Linked DNA regions of Gossypium arboreum: region 2 is linked to region 1. The links are chromatin contacts, called in public Hi-C maps. All regions are on one chromosome and are shown on one strand. The core of a region is the stretch at or near the end of the contact, and the rest is flanking DNA. Distances in the headings are between cores, read along the strand shown.

Region 1 (4,048 bases), core at 601-3,100:
TACATTACAACATGTAATGTTACATTCCGAAATGATATTATAGTGTTTGGATTCTTAACATTTTGGCCATTCCATAATCTCAAATTCCTAAACAGTGTCGAGTTGTCGTAATATAGGATGTAATATCATTACGACCTCTTTCTTAGGTTATCTAATATTTTGAACAGAATCTACAATTTAAAACAAAATTATCCTTCGTCTTCATACTACTTTGTGGTTTATTGCATTGATTGTTAGAGGTTTGTTATTATTATTTTTTAAACAAAAAAATTTGTTTGTTGAATGCTCTAGGAAAATGATTTTTTTTATAAATTTTAAATTTTGATGTTAGGCTAAACCTCGAACTTGAATTTGTTTGATTAATCTTTTTCTTTTATGAATTGTCTGATTAATCTTTTGTATGGTGATTTTTTTCAAGAAATAAAAGCCCCATTCTTTTCTTGTATAAAAATTTACAAATACGGCTATAATAGCTTACATTATCAAACAAAACACAAACATTAACAATTGAAAAAAACTCAAATTGCTTAAAAACCCAATTTATATTATGAATTTTAGTTCCACTTTTCTTTTCTTATTAAAAGCAAATCAAATTCCTAAAATAAACAAGTATAAACCGTATAATGAACTATCATAATTAGATATAATAGTTCTTCAATTGAATTCATATAATAAAATCAAGATGTAATAAAAATGAATTTATTAAGTTATTATAATTTTATGAAAAATTTAAAACTAAAAATGTTCAATTTTAAAAGAAAATTTTTATAACAAAGACAATTTAGTAAAATTTACGTTTACGTAATCTTATATTCCACCTATAATCTATGTTCTCATAATCCTACTACGAAATGTAATCTAATATTCGGCGAACCAAATGCACCTAAAAGCATTTATTCTAACTTTTCTCAAATGTTTAACTTTTTTTTAAACCTTAGTAGCCTTTTAGTTTAAATTCCTTAGAAATTTTTTTGGGTAAACTACATCCAAGGTTACTAAATTATTAATTAGCAAGTTTATGTTTTTGTCACTTAACTTAAAAAGTTACAGAATGGTTACTAAACTATTTAAAAGTTTTCACTTAAATCATTGAACTATTCGGGTGTTTTTACTTAAGTCATTAGGTTGTTAAGGTTTTTTTTTAATAAAAAAATTTGGCTAGCTAGCTTTAAGTGATAATTCGACGATTGGTACGATAGATCAATACCCATCGATGAGTAAAAAAAAAACCCTAGATCTAAATCAATTTAACGATTAATGTCGAAGATCGAAGAATAAAGTTGTTTAGATTTTTATTCGCAGATACGTGATGTTCAAAGCTATTTATAGGAAAAAAAATCTAAATTGTAAAAGAGAAGGAAAATGAGGACTTTGGGTAGGTGCAGTGCAAACAAAGAGCGTTATACAACAATAATTTTAACAGTTCAGTAATTTAAATGAAAAATTTTAAATAGTTCAATAATCATTTTATAATTTTTTAAGTTAAATAATCAAAACATAAATTTACTAATAATTTAATCACTTTAATTATAGTTAACCTGAGCTTTTTTTAAATTCTAACATAAGTAATTTAGAACTGAATTTTTCGCGCACAGTTTGCTCACGTGACATTAGCAAGTGGACAAAGTTACTTTGAACATCCATAAACAGCTTTAGGCTTCGGTCCAAAGTTGAGGACGGGCTTTCTAACCCAACATTTATTGGGAATAATTGGGCTAATTAGCCGGGCTTATGAGTGTGGACCAAACTTTTAACTTTAAAGCTTGACGTTTCATTGAAACGGCTTAATAAATGGCGTCAACGACTCGAACGATATCGGTCCAACTTGCAAGAAGGAAACAGGTTTCCATCGATTTGCGTTCTCCAAAGAATCTCATCCAACTGGAACAGAACCAGACATCTACGTCATGGCTGCCTCAACTTCCCCATTTCTCGGGTTTTTTACTAAAATAAATTTTAAAAAAATTATTTATCAAAATAGGTTGTCAGCCCAATTATATACGAATAATGGGGTGTTTTTTTCATTCGCGCCTATCTGACAGGCGCAAATGATTATTTTATATTAATTTTTTTTTGTTTTTTTAAATAAAATACTATTTTTTTTATTTTTGGGTTAGTATGACCCGCGTATAAATACGAATACAGGTTGCGCCTACTTGAGAGGCGCGACTAATCGAGCCTTTCTCAGAGGCGCAAATGAATGTGCCTACCTCAGAGGCGCAAATGGTTGTGGTGGGGCCCACACATGCTTAACTTTTCCCCTATATATACTCCCGAAAATCAAATGAACATATTAACAAAATTTAGCATAGCAAGTTGAACGTAAAGAAGAAGATAGGGAGAAGAAAAAAAAGAAAGGAGAAGAAAACAAGGAGGAGGATAAGGTATTTTAGTATTTTTTTTTTGTAAATAGAATGTAAAGTTTTGTTAGTAATTTTATTATTTGAAAGTTATTTTGTTAGGTTATTAATTTTGTTAGCTTATGAATGAAAATATTTGCATTAAAAATTTTATGTATTTTTTTTTTCTATTCGAAACTGTTTTGAAAATTTTGAAAAATTTTTAACAGATCTAGTATTGAAGATGGAGAATCAATTTTTCGTATGTGTTTATTTTTTATGGAGAAATTTTGACAACAACCGTGGGATGTATATTTGAATGTCGCAAACAAGTAGCAATGAGATTTAGTAAAAATATATCGTTTGATGATATGAAGGAAAAAATTAGTGAAAAAATTTATAAACGTTGTGGGAGAAGGATGTCGAAACTTTTCTACAAGTTTCCAGTTTCGACGGATCCCATAAAATTCACCGAAATGGAAGTCGTAGACGATGAAGACGTGGAGACAATGGTCACTCTTTATTGTGGGACTCGAAGCAACCAAAATGCACTGATTCAGTTATTTGCTGAGTTAGCTGGTATATAGGCAACTAAAGATCCCACTTCATTAGGTGAAGAAGATAGAGCTCAAGAGCCGTGTATGGTGGTTCCGATATCGTACGTTGATAGCCAATCAACTATACACGGGATCGACATTGATCTTAATGATGCACCCGAGACTGATGTGGTTGGTGATGATATATGCCATAGTAGTGATCCTTCTGATCACGAAGTCGATAGTGAGAGTGATCCCGATGTAGACGAGGTCCCAGATGATATTGACGACGAAGGCGTGAATGATGATAGAAACGTTAACGCGTCTTCATTTGGGAACCAGATTCGTCATATTGCGATACACAATAATCCTGGGATACACATGTCTCAGATAGACCCCGATGCGACGCACGCAGTTGAGTTTCCGGAGCACCCTGAAATACTACCTGCTCACCGGATAGCTGTATATTCTGATCCTGAGGAGTTGTTCGTGGGTCAAAAATTCGAAAGTAAGGAAGAATGTGTTTTTTCCATTAAGCAGTATAGCATGAATATATCAGTAGACTATAAAGTTGTAACGTCTAAACCGACATTATACATTGGAGAGTGTTGGAGGTCGACGGAAGACTGCAATTGGCGGATACGAGCTGCATTTATCCAGAAGTCGCAGATGTGGGAGATACGAAAATTTGTTGGGCCTCATACATGCACTTCAACACGTATGACAGAAGATCATCGAAAACTTGATTCCAAAACTATCTGTACGTGCATCATGCCAATGGTGAAAGACATGCCTACCATTAAAGTTTGATCTTGATTAGAAATGTAGGCACGATTCCAGTATCGAGTATCATACCAAAAGGCATGGATAGCTAAACAAATGGCAATGGAACAATTGTACGAGATTTGATGCATCGTATAATGAGTTCTGAGGATGGATAGCCGCTATGAGGGAGTACGTGCCAGGGACTGTCATTGAGTTGCAGACACGACCTTATTACGGCCTGGATGACCAACTACAATCGGGAAAAAGAATTTTTCATCGAATGTTCTGGACGTTTGATCCATGTGTGCGTGCATTTCCCCACTGCAAACCATTTGTGCAAGTAGATGGGACCTGGCTATATGGAAAATATACACAGATCCTACTTCTTGCGATTGCTCAAGACAGTAA
Region 2 (4,048 bases), core at 518-3,017, 88 kb before region 1:
AAGGAAACAAGAAAGGAGATCATCCAAACCGGTTGTAATGGGTATCCATATATATTCAACGGAACATGGCCAAAGGATCCACCTCGGTGTTTTGGATGGTGGAATTTACAGGAGGCACCAAATTTACAGGTTCCAGTTTTTAAATAAAACTGCATGCGTCAAAAAGAATTAAAAAATGGGCAACTTAAAGAAGAGAAAAAATTATCATTCTGGCATTAATTAGCAAAAGGGATAGATAAAAACAATTTTGCATTATCACATAGAATGAAATTATTCCTTTACCTGACATGCAGGTTCCCCAGGTCGTTCAGGGTACTCCCCTGTAGCTCTTACAGCAGCCTCAACCTAAATGGCATCATAACCAAGAATGACTGAACACTCAAAAGAGGCTTAAGCCATAGTACAGGAAAAATCTTATCTCAGTTCTAAACCACAAATAATGAGAAGACCTAAGTAAGCTTTAAATTCTCTTACACCATCCTATCTATAACTTTTAACTTGACATGAGTCCAATGAAGCACAATTCCATGGTAAAATCTCCCGTTATTTGCTTCACTTGCCCACAAATTAAACAAAATTTTTGGAAACAAAGACCATGTATCGATTATACCAAAATAAAAAAGTTTGGCATGAATTAGAGTGTAAGACAGGCCAACCAAATTACAGTCAAATTACAGTGTTTGGAAAGATGCTGAAGAAATAGACATAGACTTAAGTTAAAGCCATTTAAATCAGAGATCCAGAACATAGGATGTCAAGCAAACTTCTAAATTGCAGGTCCAGTTTCTATTTGGAGGTAAATATTGCACTACGAATCATGCTCATCAGAGCTCCTAAGAGCTAGAAGAAACAAATATATGCTTCAATTACTGCTACTATTATTAAAGCATCAAAATGTACCATGATACATGCTCCTACTACCTAGTGCATTTTGCACATCCATTGTTGATCTTGAAAGTAAAGTAAGTTCATTTACTTACACCTCCACTGTCACCATTAACAGTGTAATCCGACAACATAAATATATATTGTTTATTCCATTTCACATTAATCAACCAATATCAGTTAAATGCAGAATCAAACATAGCTAACAAAATAAAGCCCCACTTTTCGAAGAAAATGATAAGGAGAAATTTACCGCGGCACGGTTACGAGGATGATTATAACGGCACCTATTACCGTATCCACAGAACCCAGTTCGCATATAGTAAACACAGTCAGGTACTCCGGGCCGTTCCGGGTACGATTCGGTGCCCCTCAACGATAACTGCCACATGGATTCTGCATTATACCAAAGAAAATACTAAGGAAAACTGTAACTCACTCTCCACATTATATAAAAAAGAAAAACCTAAAACTCCAAACAGTAAGTGACGTCGTTACAATGTGTGAAGAAAACAGGAAAAAAAATATTGAAAAGAAAAAGTACCTTCAAGGCCGCCAGTTTCGGGACCAGCGGGAATCCATTCGAGCTGATGACCCGAAAAAGATCCATTCCGTGCCGGGTTTTGACCGTACAACTCCATCAAAACTGGTTTCCGTCCTGTTGGGGGATTCTGTACAGTAGTATCTTACCGACTTTACAAGAAAATAAATGAATACGGAGAATCTGAGAATGTTCTAGACTGACCGGAGAGAGCTCGATCGAGAGTGGAACTTTGCTAAAGAAAAAAATAAGGAGGAAGGAGAGAGAGAGAGAGAGAGAGAGAGATTCTTCCACTTCAATTGAGCTTTGTTTATTCGCTCTCTTTTTCTCTCTCAAATACTGTACGGTATAGGTTCGGCGCCTTTTTATAGTAGTATCGTATGATTACAACTTTTTGTCCAAGTATAGTATTTATTTTTTGTTGGTTAAAATATGTTTCAAATTCCTCTACTTTTTCTATATTTGAAATTTAGTCCTTTACTTTTATTTTTAAAAATACAATTTTATTTGTTAATACGATTATATTTTATTTTTATTACATGTTTATCAAGTGATTTTTTATTGCAAAATGTCGAACCAATGAAATTAATATAAACATTTTAATATAATTAATAATTGGACTTAAAATTTAAATTTTAAAAATAGGACTACATCCTTAGGAATAAAAGTAAGACTAAATTAAGTACGAAGATTTGGAATATATTTTAACCTATTTTTAGCTTAACTATAAAATTGACCCTTAAATTATTACGTTTTTCTCATTTAGGTACTTTTTTTTTGTCAAAAGTGCTACTAAATTATTAATTTCATCTCATTTTACCCAATAAGTGTATGGCATGCATGAAAATACGCAAGGTGTCTTGTTCTTATTAGATGATATCGCATTTTGGGTCAAATGAAATGAAATTGATAGTTAAAATACTACTTTCATTAAAAAATTAAATACCAACATGAGAAAAACGATATAATTTGAGTATTAATTTTGTATTTAAGTTTTTTTATGCATATTATTTTTAATATTATTATTCTAATGGATCTTTTTATTATACTAGCAAAATTAATTAGTCATGTGCTTTATTTTTTTTTAAAAATAAATTAACGACACATCACTATTATAGGTTAATTTATAAGAATATGTTAAAAAAATTATTTAAGAAACTATGCTGAAATTCTACAAATTTGTTGATTTATACTATTTTTGGAGAGACAAAGAAAACGAGTCCTCTATGACGCGTTGTCACTTTCCCAAAAATTATTTTTTTTCCTCTCTTTTTTCTTGCAGTTGAAAATTAGAAGTTTGTAGATTTATTTTGATCCATGTTTGGGATAGACATGGTCATAATTTTAAAGAATGTTTAAATTTAAAGTGGTACTGTGGAGTTGGGTGACCTATAATTTTCATCTTCCATATGAGTAAAAAGCTATCACCCGGGAAGTCGGATCGTGTTGCAACTTAAGGTCCCAGTTGACGGTGATTATACGGTCTGGGGTTGAAGTGTAACTAGGGCTTTAAGTTTACAAAGGTTATGCTATAAAAGGATGGATCATAAATAAAGCACCAGTTGAAAGTTGTTATGTGGGCATGACAACCAATTTTTCCTCGTCAAAAGAGAATGGTTTATAAAACCCAAATAGAAGTACGAAGAAGAAAAACACAGTAGTCTTTTAGTATAATCAAGTATTTCATTTTATCCATGTCCACCAAAGGCAGTGATTTCGTTATTATAACATGTAACATATTTAGGGTGTAATAAGTTTTACTAACAGGGTCATTGTCTTTGGTGGATATAGACAGCACGAATACTTGATTATATTGGAAAGCCCCTCTGTTTTTCTTCTTCGCACTTCTGTGTGGGTTTTATAAAGCATGCTCATCTGACGAGGAGAAATTGGTTGTCATGCACACATAACCACCGTCAACTAGGGCCCTAGTTATACTCCATCCTTTAATAGCATAACCTTTGTAAACATGAAGCCCTAGTTACACTTCAACCCGATATGGTATAACCACTACCAACTTGGACTTTAAGTTGCAAAGCGATCCCAATTTTTTCAAGTGATGGTGCCATACTCATATAGCAGGTGAAATTAGTACGTCGCCGAGCTCCATGATATCACTATGAACTCAAACACAACTTAAAATTATGACTATGTCTCTCTCAAAGCTAGAGAGAAATAAATCTTTAAACCTTGAAAAAACCAACACACAAGAAAAAAGAAAAAAATTGTTTACTAAATTAAAGGGATGGGAATATGCATTTATATAGGGCATGGGGCGGGTAAAAAGGGATTTTTTTTATCCTAAGAATCTCGGGTTACAGGGGCTTAGAGGCAAAAGCAATAGAGTTGGTTGGGGGTTAAAGTGGCAAGGGAGAAAATGCTCCCTGTAACCCCAGAGTGTTTTCTCTCTTGCCATTTCAACCCCCAACCAACTCTATTGCTTTTGCCTCTAAGCCCCTGCAACTTCGGATTCTCAAGATAAAAAAAAATCCCTTTTTACTCACCCTATGCCTTTGATTTTACATACTGACGTTTGAAGCAGATTGTTGATCTGAAGGATACTTGGCAAAATAAGTAATCGACGTTGTCGTTAAAAGTTGATTTCATCCCTACGCTATTGTC

The links. Hi-C and Micro-C count contacts between places; a contact is called where the count stands out from the background.
Region 2: a Hi-C map of leaf shows a contact between it and region 1, with 2.7 times the contacts expected there. The contact joins the promoter of LOC108458110 here to the enhancer-like site in region 1. A contact is called at or near these places in 2 of 5 Hi-C or Micro-C datasets (both in leaf).

Annotation. Positions count from the first base shown.
Region 1 is chr8:125,482,198-125,486,245 of ASM2569848v2, reverse strand. No RefSeq gene overlaps it. Among protein-coding and RNA genes, the nearest start is that of LOC108460929, 10 kb to the right of the region's middle. Within about 2 kb of position 1,850, at least 1 of the 2 cell types and tissues checked has an H3K27ac peak or open chromatin away from gene starts, as enhancers often do. A contact at or near this core is called in leaf, where this site is marked.
Region 2 is chr8:125,570,349-125,574,396 of ASM2569848v2, reverse strand. LOC108458110 (zinc finger CCCH domain-containing protein 32-like) reads right to left here and starts at 1,767. Exons shown (of 8, transcript XM_053031514.1): 1 at 1,631-1,767; 2 at 1,430-1,556; 3 at 1,139-1,281; 4 at 283-345; 5 at 30-149. The coding sequence starts at 1,526.